Linked DNA regions of Sus scrofa: region 2 is linked to region 1. A link is a contact called in public Hi-C data. All regions are on one chromosome and are shown on one strand. The core of a region is the stretch at or near the end of the contact, and the rest is flanking DNA. Distances in the headings are between cores, read along the strand shown.

Evidence for each region. Hi-C and Micro-C count contacts between places; a contact is called where the count stands out from the background.
Region 2: a contact with region 1 is called in a Hi-C map of skeletal muscle, with 3 times the contacts expected there. The contact joins the promoter of PPP1R14B here to the promoter of ESRRA in region 1. A contact is called at or near these places in 3 of 5 promoter capture datasets (fetal liver and liver), 18 of 47 Hi-C or Micro-C datasets (alveolar macrophages, blood, embryonic fibroblasts and 10 more) and 2 of 2 datasets of contacts at active chromatin or transcription factors (alveolar macrophages and skeletal muscle).

The regions. Positions count from the first base shown.
Region 1 is chr2:7,808,614-7,813,223 of Sscrofa11.1, reverse strand. It overlaps ESRRA (estrogen related receptor alpha), which reads left to right and starts at 2,017. Exons shown (of 6, transcript NM_001170521.1): 1 at 2,017-2,341. The coding sequence starts at 2,017.
Region 2 is chr2:7,863,579-7,868,188 of Sscrofa11.1, reverse strand. It overlaps PPP1R14B (protein phosphatase 1 regulatory inhibitor subunit 14B), which reads right to left and starts at 2,744. Exons shown (of 4, transcript NM_214115.1): 1 at 2,478-2,744; 2 at 1,307-1,390; 3 at 728-760; 4 at 311-651. The coding sequence starts at 2,735. The coding sequence ends at 583.

The DNA.
Region 1 (4,610 bases), core at 768-3,267:
TCTCTCGGCCCCGCAGCGGCTGCCACCGAACCACCTTTCCCATTTCTCCAACGCACAGCGCGCCCCGCCTCCTTCTTTACGTGAGAACGCTCCTGGCCCCACCCACTCCTGGAGTCGCTCCGCGTCTCCTTTGGCCACGCCCCGCTAGCGGCCGAGTACGCAAGCAAGTGCGCCACTCGGGAACTGCGGCGGCGGGGTGGGGACCTTCATAAAGGCCCACCCACTAACTTCGCTGGCTCCGCCCCACGCGTCCGGGCACGCAGGCGCTGCCCGCCCCGCTTGCCTGATTAGCATTAGGGCGCTGGGTCCCGCCCCCTGCTTTGCATGCGCACGGCCAGCCCCGCCCCCGCTGTCAGCTGGAGGAAGCGGAGTAGGAAGCGGCCGCGATGTCCTTTTGTGTCCTACAAGCCGCCGGCGGCGCCGCCGTGTGAGGGGACGCGGCGCGGCGGGGCGGCGCGGCCCGAGGAGGCGGCGGAGGAGGGGCCGCCCGCGGCCCCCGGCTCACCCCGGCGCTCCCGGCCGCTCGGCCCCCATGCCTGCCCGCCCGCCCTGCGGGAGCCCCAGGTCCGGGGGCGGAGGGGAGCGCCGCTGGGGGTGGGCGGGCGGGGCGCGGGGGCCATGTGCGAGCGCGGCAGGGAGGCGGGCGGGGGGCGGGCTCCAGGCGGGGTCCGGCTCCGGGACCGGCCCGGGTCACGGTCGGAACCCAGTTGAAAGCCAGATGGGGTCAGGGTCCGGGCGGGATCTGGCGTCCAGGTCTTAATACGCCGGCGTGGGACCAGGGCTGGCTCTGGCTCGGGCAGCAGGTCCTGGCCAGGGTCAGGCTTGGGCCTCAGATCCAGTCCCCGGGCAGGGTTCTTTTCTGTCCGGCACCTGGAGCATGCCGAAGTCCCAGGGGCGGGTCGGGGTGGAAGATGGGAAGGGTTCCCGGCCTGGGAAGGGGCTTTGGAGACCACGTGGGGGCGCTCGAAGGGGCTTTGGGCCACCCTTCTCTCTGGGTCAAAGGTCATCTCACTGGCTGGGGAGAACTTCCTCCTCCTTTGCGCTCCCCCATTACTTCCTGATAACCTGATAGAGGTCCCCCGCGGGCTGAGGGGGAGGGGAGGCGCAGCAACTTTAGGCAACTTCCCGTAGGTGTGCGCAGGTTGGGGGGCGGGGCGCCCCGTGGAGGAGGCCTCTGCGACAGCAGGACTGTAAGAGTGAATGTGCTGGGGGAGGGGGGTGTGCAAGGAGGTGGAGCCACGCCTGCTGGTGTGCCTGTAGCTGGAGGGGTAGATGTGTCAGATGTGAAAGGCTCTGAAAGTGTTTCCACGAAGGTCTATGTCCCTGTGTGTGTGCTGCTGGGGTCGGGGGCGGGGGCGGGCATGGTGAGAGTGTTTGTGAGCAAGTGGGATTATGAGCCTTGAGTGTGACTGTTATGAGGTGTGTACTTCTGGAGGAGTGTGCCAAAGCACGTGGGCGCATGAGTGAGAGCTGGGGTTTGGGAAGGGGCATGTGTAGGTGTGACACTGCCCAGCAGAGTGATCGTGTGTGAGAGTGTGTCTGCGGGTGAGGACACCTGAGACCCCAGGTGTGAGCACATCAACTGCTCTTGAGTTTGTGTGGCTCAGTTTGCACTCCTTCGCGGAGGATACCGCGGTGTGGGGAGGTCACTGAGATCCCCAGCATGTGGAGAAAACTGGAATTCCAGATGGGTTTAAGGTTGTTTAGGGGCTAAGGTCCTGCTCTTCTTTGTCCTGGGTGGGTGCAGGGGGTTTCCGAGCCTCCAGCAGGCTCCTGAGTGGGAAACCTGCTGTGTTACTGGCCCTGGAGGCTCTGGAGACTCTGTTCCCATGGCAACAGCTGGGGGCCCTCTTCATGGGCAGCGTTCCTTGGACTCTGCCCCCCCTCCCTCCCTCTCACTGAGCCTGGAACCTGGCCCCAGGCCCAGGGTTGGGCAACCAGGGTGACAGGGTTCTCCATCCCCCATCCCAGCCTCTCTGTGACCTGACGGGTCTCTTCCCGCAGGTGACCAGCGCCATGTCCAGCCAGGTGGTGGGCATCGAGCCTCTCTACATCAAGGCAGAGCCAGCCAGCCCTGACAGCCCCAAAGGTTCCTCGGAGACCGAGACTGAGCCCCCCGTGGCCCTGGCCCCTGGCCCAGCTCCCACCCGCTGCCTCCCAGGCCACAAGGAGGAGGAGGATGGGGAGGGGGCTGGGCCTGGCGAGCAGGGTAGTGGGAAGCTGGTGCTCAGCTCCTTGCCCAAACGCCTCTGCCTGGTCTGTGGGGACGTGGCCTCCGGCTACCACTATGGTGTGGCATCCTGTGAGGCCTGCAAAGCCTTCTTCAAGAGGACCATCCAGGGTGAGCCCCCACCCCGCTCCTGTGCCCTTTGCCCTCTGGGCTTGGCACTGCCCAACTGGGTGCCCTGCTGGGTGGCTGTAGGCCTCCAGCCTGCTGCAGTACCACTTGGGGTTGGCAGCCTGAAATTCTCAGGCCCTCCTACCTCCCAGGAATGTCCTTTCCCTTAAGAGTTAAATAAAGCCACTGGGATATGCTGATAGATTGGACGTGGGCCATGAGAGCGGGCCTCACGATGCCTCCCAGGTCTCAGGGTACTACAGGCCCAGCACCTTCCACAGTGGCTCTGAAAAGCGTGAAGCAGCCTGTACCTGCTCCTGACCTCGTCAGCAGAGAACATGCCCCCTTTGGGGTTGATTTCCCTGAAGCAGCCCCAGCACAAAGGCAGGATATGGGTAACTGAGAGGGGCTACATCATATTTCAGTACCTAACTTTAAAAAGACCTTTAGACATCCCTGCTAATAGTACTCGCTGAGGCTTTTTTCACTCAGGAAAGCATATCAAAATATGAATGAGCAAGATGATGACAGACATTATTTGCGATATACCTGTAACTTATGGTTTATATAATCCATTGGTTACTTTGGGAGTTCCCTGGTGGCTCAGTGGGTTAAGGACCTGGAGTTGTCACTGCCATGGCTCTGGTTGCTGCTGTGGCGTGGGTTCAATCCCTAGCCCAGAAACTTCCACATGCTATTGGAGTGGCCAAAAGAAACATTTTTTTTTTTTTTTTTTTTTTTGTCTTTTGTTGTTGTTGCTGCTGTTGTTGCTATTTCTTGGCCGCTCCACGGCATATGGAGTTCCAGGCTAGGGTCTAATCGGAGCTGTAGCCACCGGCCTACGCCACAGCCACAGCAACGCGGGATCCGAGCCTTGTCTGCACCCTACACACAGCTCACGCAACGCCAGATCGTTAACCCACTGAGCAAGGCAGGACCGAACCCGCAACCTCATGGTTCCTAGTCGGATTCGTTAACCACTGCGCCACGATGGAACTCCCAGAAAACATTTCTTAATTGCTTCCCCTGTGCCAAGCACTGTGGCCTATTACGTTTATGCTCTCAGTACCCACAGAGCAATTTCTAAGGTGCCAGCCCTATTGTAACTGTGGCTCAGAGAGGTTCTCAAAACTTTGTTCAAGGCAGAAGATGGCAGAAACAGGATTTGGAGTTGAGTCACTTGAGGTGCAGAGCTAAGCTCAGAAAGGCCAGACTTTGCCTCTGCTTATATTACTAATAACTGAACTTTGGACAGCTGCCTCCTGATGGATTGTGACATTCTAGCAAGTTGTGACTTGGCTGAGACCCACTAGTCTAAAAGCTCTGTGCTCCCTCTGGCTCTGGAGACCAGTGAGCCAACAGGTCCGGGTCTGGGTCCGGGTCCGGGTCCGTGTCCAGGTGTCTACTCCCTACCCTGGGACCCTTCGTTCCCTGTTGATAAATATTTGTCAAGCACCAGCCATAAATCGTGATCATTTATTGAGCATTTAAGGTGCTGCGAGCCATGGGAAACACCCTCCCTTGGTGATCCCATTTAGTTTTCACCCTCACCTTTGTAAGAAAGAGTTTTTAATCATCCCAGGTTTACCGATGGGAAAACAGGCTTAGGTGTGGACCATGCCCAGGGGCACACAGTTGGCAAGGGGCAGCCTCAGGATGGGTCCCAGGCAGCTTCCAGGATCCTTGCTCTTTGCAGACATGTGCTCTGCTGTCCTGGCCACGGTTCCAGGTAGGGGACGTAGCTGGGACTAAGGCAGGGCCGCTTCTCTCCCCAAGTGGTTTCTGTTCCAGCAGAAGGGAGAGAGAGAAAGCGATGAACTGCACACCTTTGTTACAGCACAGCGGTGGTGAGAGGGCAAAGAGCAGGGTGTGAGCCAGGGAACCTGGGTCTGCGGCTCTGGAGGGCCTCCCGGAGGAGGTGTCTTGAGAGCCGAAGGAGCCCAAGTAGGGCGTGGGAGAAAGCAGGCTGTGGGGAGAAATGCACTAGGGGCATGGCGGCTGGTTGTGTCATGAAGTCCTTGCTGTAGCCCTGTGAGGCCGGGAGGGCCGCCTCGCATTCATCCATTCAGCCAGACCCTGTTCCTAGTGCTGGGGACAGTCCTGGCCCTCACGGAGCGGACACTAAAGTGGATAGACAGAAAACAAAGAAGATAAACATATGGAGCTGATAAGACGGTGCCAAGAGCTGATGAGAAACCATAAAGCAGGGGCAAGTGGCCGGGCTGTCTGCGCGGGGACCTCTGGCCTTCTCCTTCCAGGGGGCAGCACTCCC
Region 2 (4,610 bases), core at 1,495-3,994, 54 kb before region 1:
GAAATCACTGCTTCAGCCTCCCCGCTCCCTCCCCCCATCCCTCTCCCCTTTCCTGGCTGCAGAGCCTTGGGGTCTGGGCTCGGTGGCATGGTGGCCCTTGTCCAGAGGGAAAAAAGACTGTTCCTGCCTGCCAGCAGCAACACCACTCCCCCCAGCTCCCTAGCCACTTCCAGCTCCTGGTCTGGGAGCCAGCACCAGGCTATCGCCATGGCTACGTGGCCCTCAGGAAGGCCTGCGGGTCACCTGGGGAGAAGCTGAGCTGGCAGCAGTAGTGGAGCAGTGTCCCCCCAAAAGAGACCAGCTGAGCCTGTTAACTGCACCAAAGGTGTAGCCTAGCTTTATTAAAGGGCCCGCGCCGCAGTCAATATAAAAACACAAAAAGTCCCATCAGTTTAATAATAATAAAAAACCCCGAAAATGGAAAACTGAGGGGGCAGGGAAAAGGCCCCTGGGCCAGGGGCACGGGGAGCCCTGCTCATGGCACCAGGCCTGGCCGCAGGGCCCCCCCGTATTGCTGTTGCTACGAGGTCGGGGGGCAGCGATTGTCCTGTGGGAGCCACCATTCACCTGGGTCGAGGACCCTTACTTCTTCTGGGGTGTGCTCAGCTTCTGCATGCCCCGGATCTTGTCCAGCAGGCCAGAGATGAAGGCCTGGAGGGAGGGAGAACATTTAGGAGACGGGACCCCAGACTTCTCACCCCACCCTCTGAGAAAACCACTTTCTTACCTCAGTGGGTTTGTAACAGTCAACCAGCAGCTCCTAACGGGGCAGGGGAGAAAGTATAATTGTGAGTCTTAAGAACACAAGCCTGGGAGTTCCCGTCGTGGCGCAGCAGAAACGAATCCGACCAGGAACCATGACGTTGCGGGTTTGATCCCTGGTCTTGCTCAGTGGGTTAAGGATCTGACATTGCTGTGAGCTGTTGCTGTGGCTCTGGCGTAGGCCGGCAGCTGCAGCTCTGATTAGACCCCTAGCCTGGGAACCTTCATATGCAGTGGGTGTGGCCCTAAAGAGATAAAAGACCAAAAAAAAAGAACACAAGCCTAGAGTTCACTTATATCCACCTAGGCACCAGGGCTCCCCTGAGGCACCGGGAGAGGCCACAGCTACTGAAGAGCTGGGCAAGTACCATTGGCCTCATTTGACAGAGGCAGAAGCTGAGAGGTCCAAGATCATGGAGCTGGCTGACTCAGACCAAAGAAGGCCCGGCTTCAGAGGCTTGCTTACCCAAGGGGCAGAGCCTCCAGGTAGCCTTCTATGCCCTGCTCCCCTGACCTGGCCCTGCTGCCCCCTCGCCCCCCTCACCTTGACCCTGGCAGCCCGGGTATCATCGCTCTCCATGTCCAGGAGTTCATCCACATCAATCTCCAGCTCCGGGATCTCCTCTTCCTGGGGTGGGGATGGGGGAGGAGGGAGAGACAAGGAAGAGCCTGAGTTCGGTGAGACAGGCTCGCTGGCTGAGGCCCCTGCCCTGCTGCAGAGGAGCCAGCCCTCTTTGCCCAGCAGACAGCGGCAGCTGCTCTGAGGAAGAAAACAGATCAGGCCCGTGCCAAGGCAAACTGCCCAATGGGGGGGCTAGGGGGGAGCTTCCTGTCTCTGCCCGTTGGACACCCTGGGTGCCAGACAGCTAGGACTGGGATCCTGGGCTGGGAACCCTGCAGATGTGTCTTCCCAACTTCCGGGCCCCCCATTTCAAAAAGAACACAGGTGGGGCCAGCTGTCCCAGCTCATCACAGCCCCTTCCCCTCCCCCAAACACCTGTCACAGCTTCCCGGGAGTGAGGAGGAAGTGAAGGGTGAGGGGTCACTGAGAAGGACCCAAGCCTGGTAAAAGGGAAACAAAGAGCCCATGCTTTGCTGAGGGAGGGGGTGCTTGCCACCCCTCCCCCCCAGGAAGCATCTCTCCTGTCTGGAGCCAGCTGCATTCCAGGGCTGGGCTAGGGTAGGCAGCACAGGACAAGCCCACTCCTCCACCCTGCCCCTCAGGGGCCTGAGTCACCATTTGAGCAAGGAAGGAGTCATGGGGTGGAGAACCAGACCGCAGAGAGTGGGCTAGCCTGCCCCCATGCCAAGAAGCTCCAGGTTAGCCCATTAGAATAGGAAACACCCGTACCCCCAGCAACCAGGCTGATGCCTTTTAATCAGTCTAGGCTAACAGGCAATAGGCAGACCTCCTTCCACTGCCAGCCAGGCTAGCTCGCCTCTCCTGTCCACTTCCCAGGCTATCCCTTGAGGCTTCTAAAGGACCCCAAGCTTGACCAGGTAGTGAGTGACATTAAAAGAGACAGCGTCTGAAGCAGCGGATAAGAAAGGAGTGACTTAGGTCAGACAAGAAAGCATACATTGGGGGCGGGGAGTCCGAGAGGAGGGGAGCGCACGCCCATTGACTCCCGGTGACAGGCGCGCTCAAGGTGGGGATCCCAGGCGGCCCGGATCAGGACCGATTTTAGGGTGTCGACGCAGGCTGGGGGACACACCTGGCAGTCGTAGAGGCGAGTGAGCTGCTCCAGGATCCACTCCTCCAGGTTGAGGCGCTTCCGTAGCTCCTTGCGGTCGTACTTGACCGTGACCTTCCCTTGGCGTCTCACTGGGCCCTCGTCGTCCGCGCCTCCCGGACCCTCGCCCGCTGCCCCAGGGGGGCTCTGAAAGTAGACGCGGGGCCCTGCGCCACCACTGCCCGGCCCCGGGGCCGGGGCCGCCAACGCCGCGCCCCCCGCGGGGCCGCTGTCCGCCATGGCGGCCGCCGGGGCCACGTGCGAGCGTCCGGCCCCTCCCTGCGCCGCCGCCTCCGGGACGCCCGCCGGCTGGCTCCGGGCCGCTGGCTCGGGTTAGGTCTCGAGCTCCACTCCGCGCAGCTCCGCGGCGAGGGCGGCGGCGGGGGTGCCCGGGGGCAGCTGCAGCATGCGGAGCCCCCGGGCCTGGCCTGGCCGCGCCCCGCCCCCTCCCCTCCGATCCGCCCGCCCTTTGTCCCCCGCGGCCGCCGCCCGAGCCGCCGCCGCCGAAGCAGCTTTCTCTGTCTCGATCGCTTCCCCCGCCCCCCGACCACACCCCCTTAAAGGGCCAGTCCTGAAGCGGGCCCCTCACCACTACCCCGCTCCGGGACAGGGGCTGGGGGAGGGTCTAGTCTCTAGAGATTTGGACCTAGCTGTCCGCTCACCCTTTTAACCTTCCTGCCCCTTTTAACCTTCCTGTACCAGGATTTGCACCCCTGCGGGGTCCCTACTGTACTGTCCTCATTGAAGCAAAAACAGGGGCCGTCTGAAAATGGGGGGCAGATAGTGAGCATCGCGCACAGGGCAGAGGTCCAAGGGAGAGACGTGGGAGCTCCCGACTTTTGGGTGCTCCGGCTCTTGGCCAACTGGGGGCAGAGTCGGACAGACACGTGGACCGGGTTCCCGGGGGTAGAGGAGTGGAGAAGGCGACAGGAGCTGCCCAGGTCACGGGACACCCTACTCGTCTGGGTTCTGCACCTCCCCACGAAGGAGGCCTGGGTTGGGGGTGAGCTGTGCCGGCCTGGTGACTCGAAGGTCCAGACCCCAGGCAGCCACCGCCCACCGGCCAAGATGGCGGGGAACGAATTATGGGAAATGTAGTTCACAGGGTTCGGCTCCGCATGTCTGCCCCTCCCCCGCGGCGGAACCGGGGCGGGGAAGCGCCGAACTCCTTTGCAGCGCCCCCCACCAGGGCTGGTGTCTTTCACAGGGCGCGGTCCCCCGCATCCAGCAACCTCTGTGTTTACAAGCTGCAGCGTAAAGAGCTGGAAATGGGGAGCCGGTACCAAAACAAAGATAGTAATAAACATGCTAATAAGAATTCCTACAGTTGGTTCCACATAGTCGGTTCCAGCATGAGGGCACCTTGCTCTCCTGAAGATCTTCGCCCTGTGACTTCTGTCCTTCAGATCTCACAGGCCCCTTACCTGGCCTTTATGCAGACCGTGCATCTCATCCCCACACCGGGTTGGATTGTCTATATCTTTGAATAGTCTCTCTCAGTCATTTGTTCATTGTCTGTCTCCCATATCTTGATTGTGAGCTCCATGAGGCTAGGATCTGCCTGGCCTTGTTTACTGCTGATGCCCATGACTGAGCGAGCCTGCTGGGCTTCACACCCACGCGTATCCAGCAAATCACCAGATTCTTGCTGAAATCTCAGCACCTAGAAGGGACTAGTGGTAAGTGTTTGATAACTACTAGTTGAACAAATGATCAAATGAAAGAATGAGTGTCTTCCTCTGTGCCTCCATTTCCTTTTAAGGCTGCGGCAAAGGTGAAATAAGAAAATTCATGAGGAGTTTTGTCGTGGCTCAGTGGAAACGAACCTGACTAGCGTCCATGAGGATGGGGGTTCGATCCCTGGCCTTGCCCAGTGGGTTAAGGATCTGGCATCGCTGTGAGCTGTGTTGTAGGTCGCAGACACGACTTGAATCTGGACTTGCTTGTGGCTGTGGCATAGGCTGGCGGCTGCAGCTCCAATTTGACCCCTAGCCTAGGAAGCTCCATGTGCCTGGAGTGTGGTCCTCAAAGGTGGAAAAAAAAAAAAGAGAGAAAGAAAGAAAGAAAAAAAGAAAATTCATGAAAGTTTCAATGACGGCACCGCAAACGTTAAGT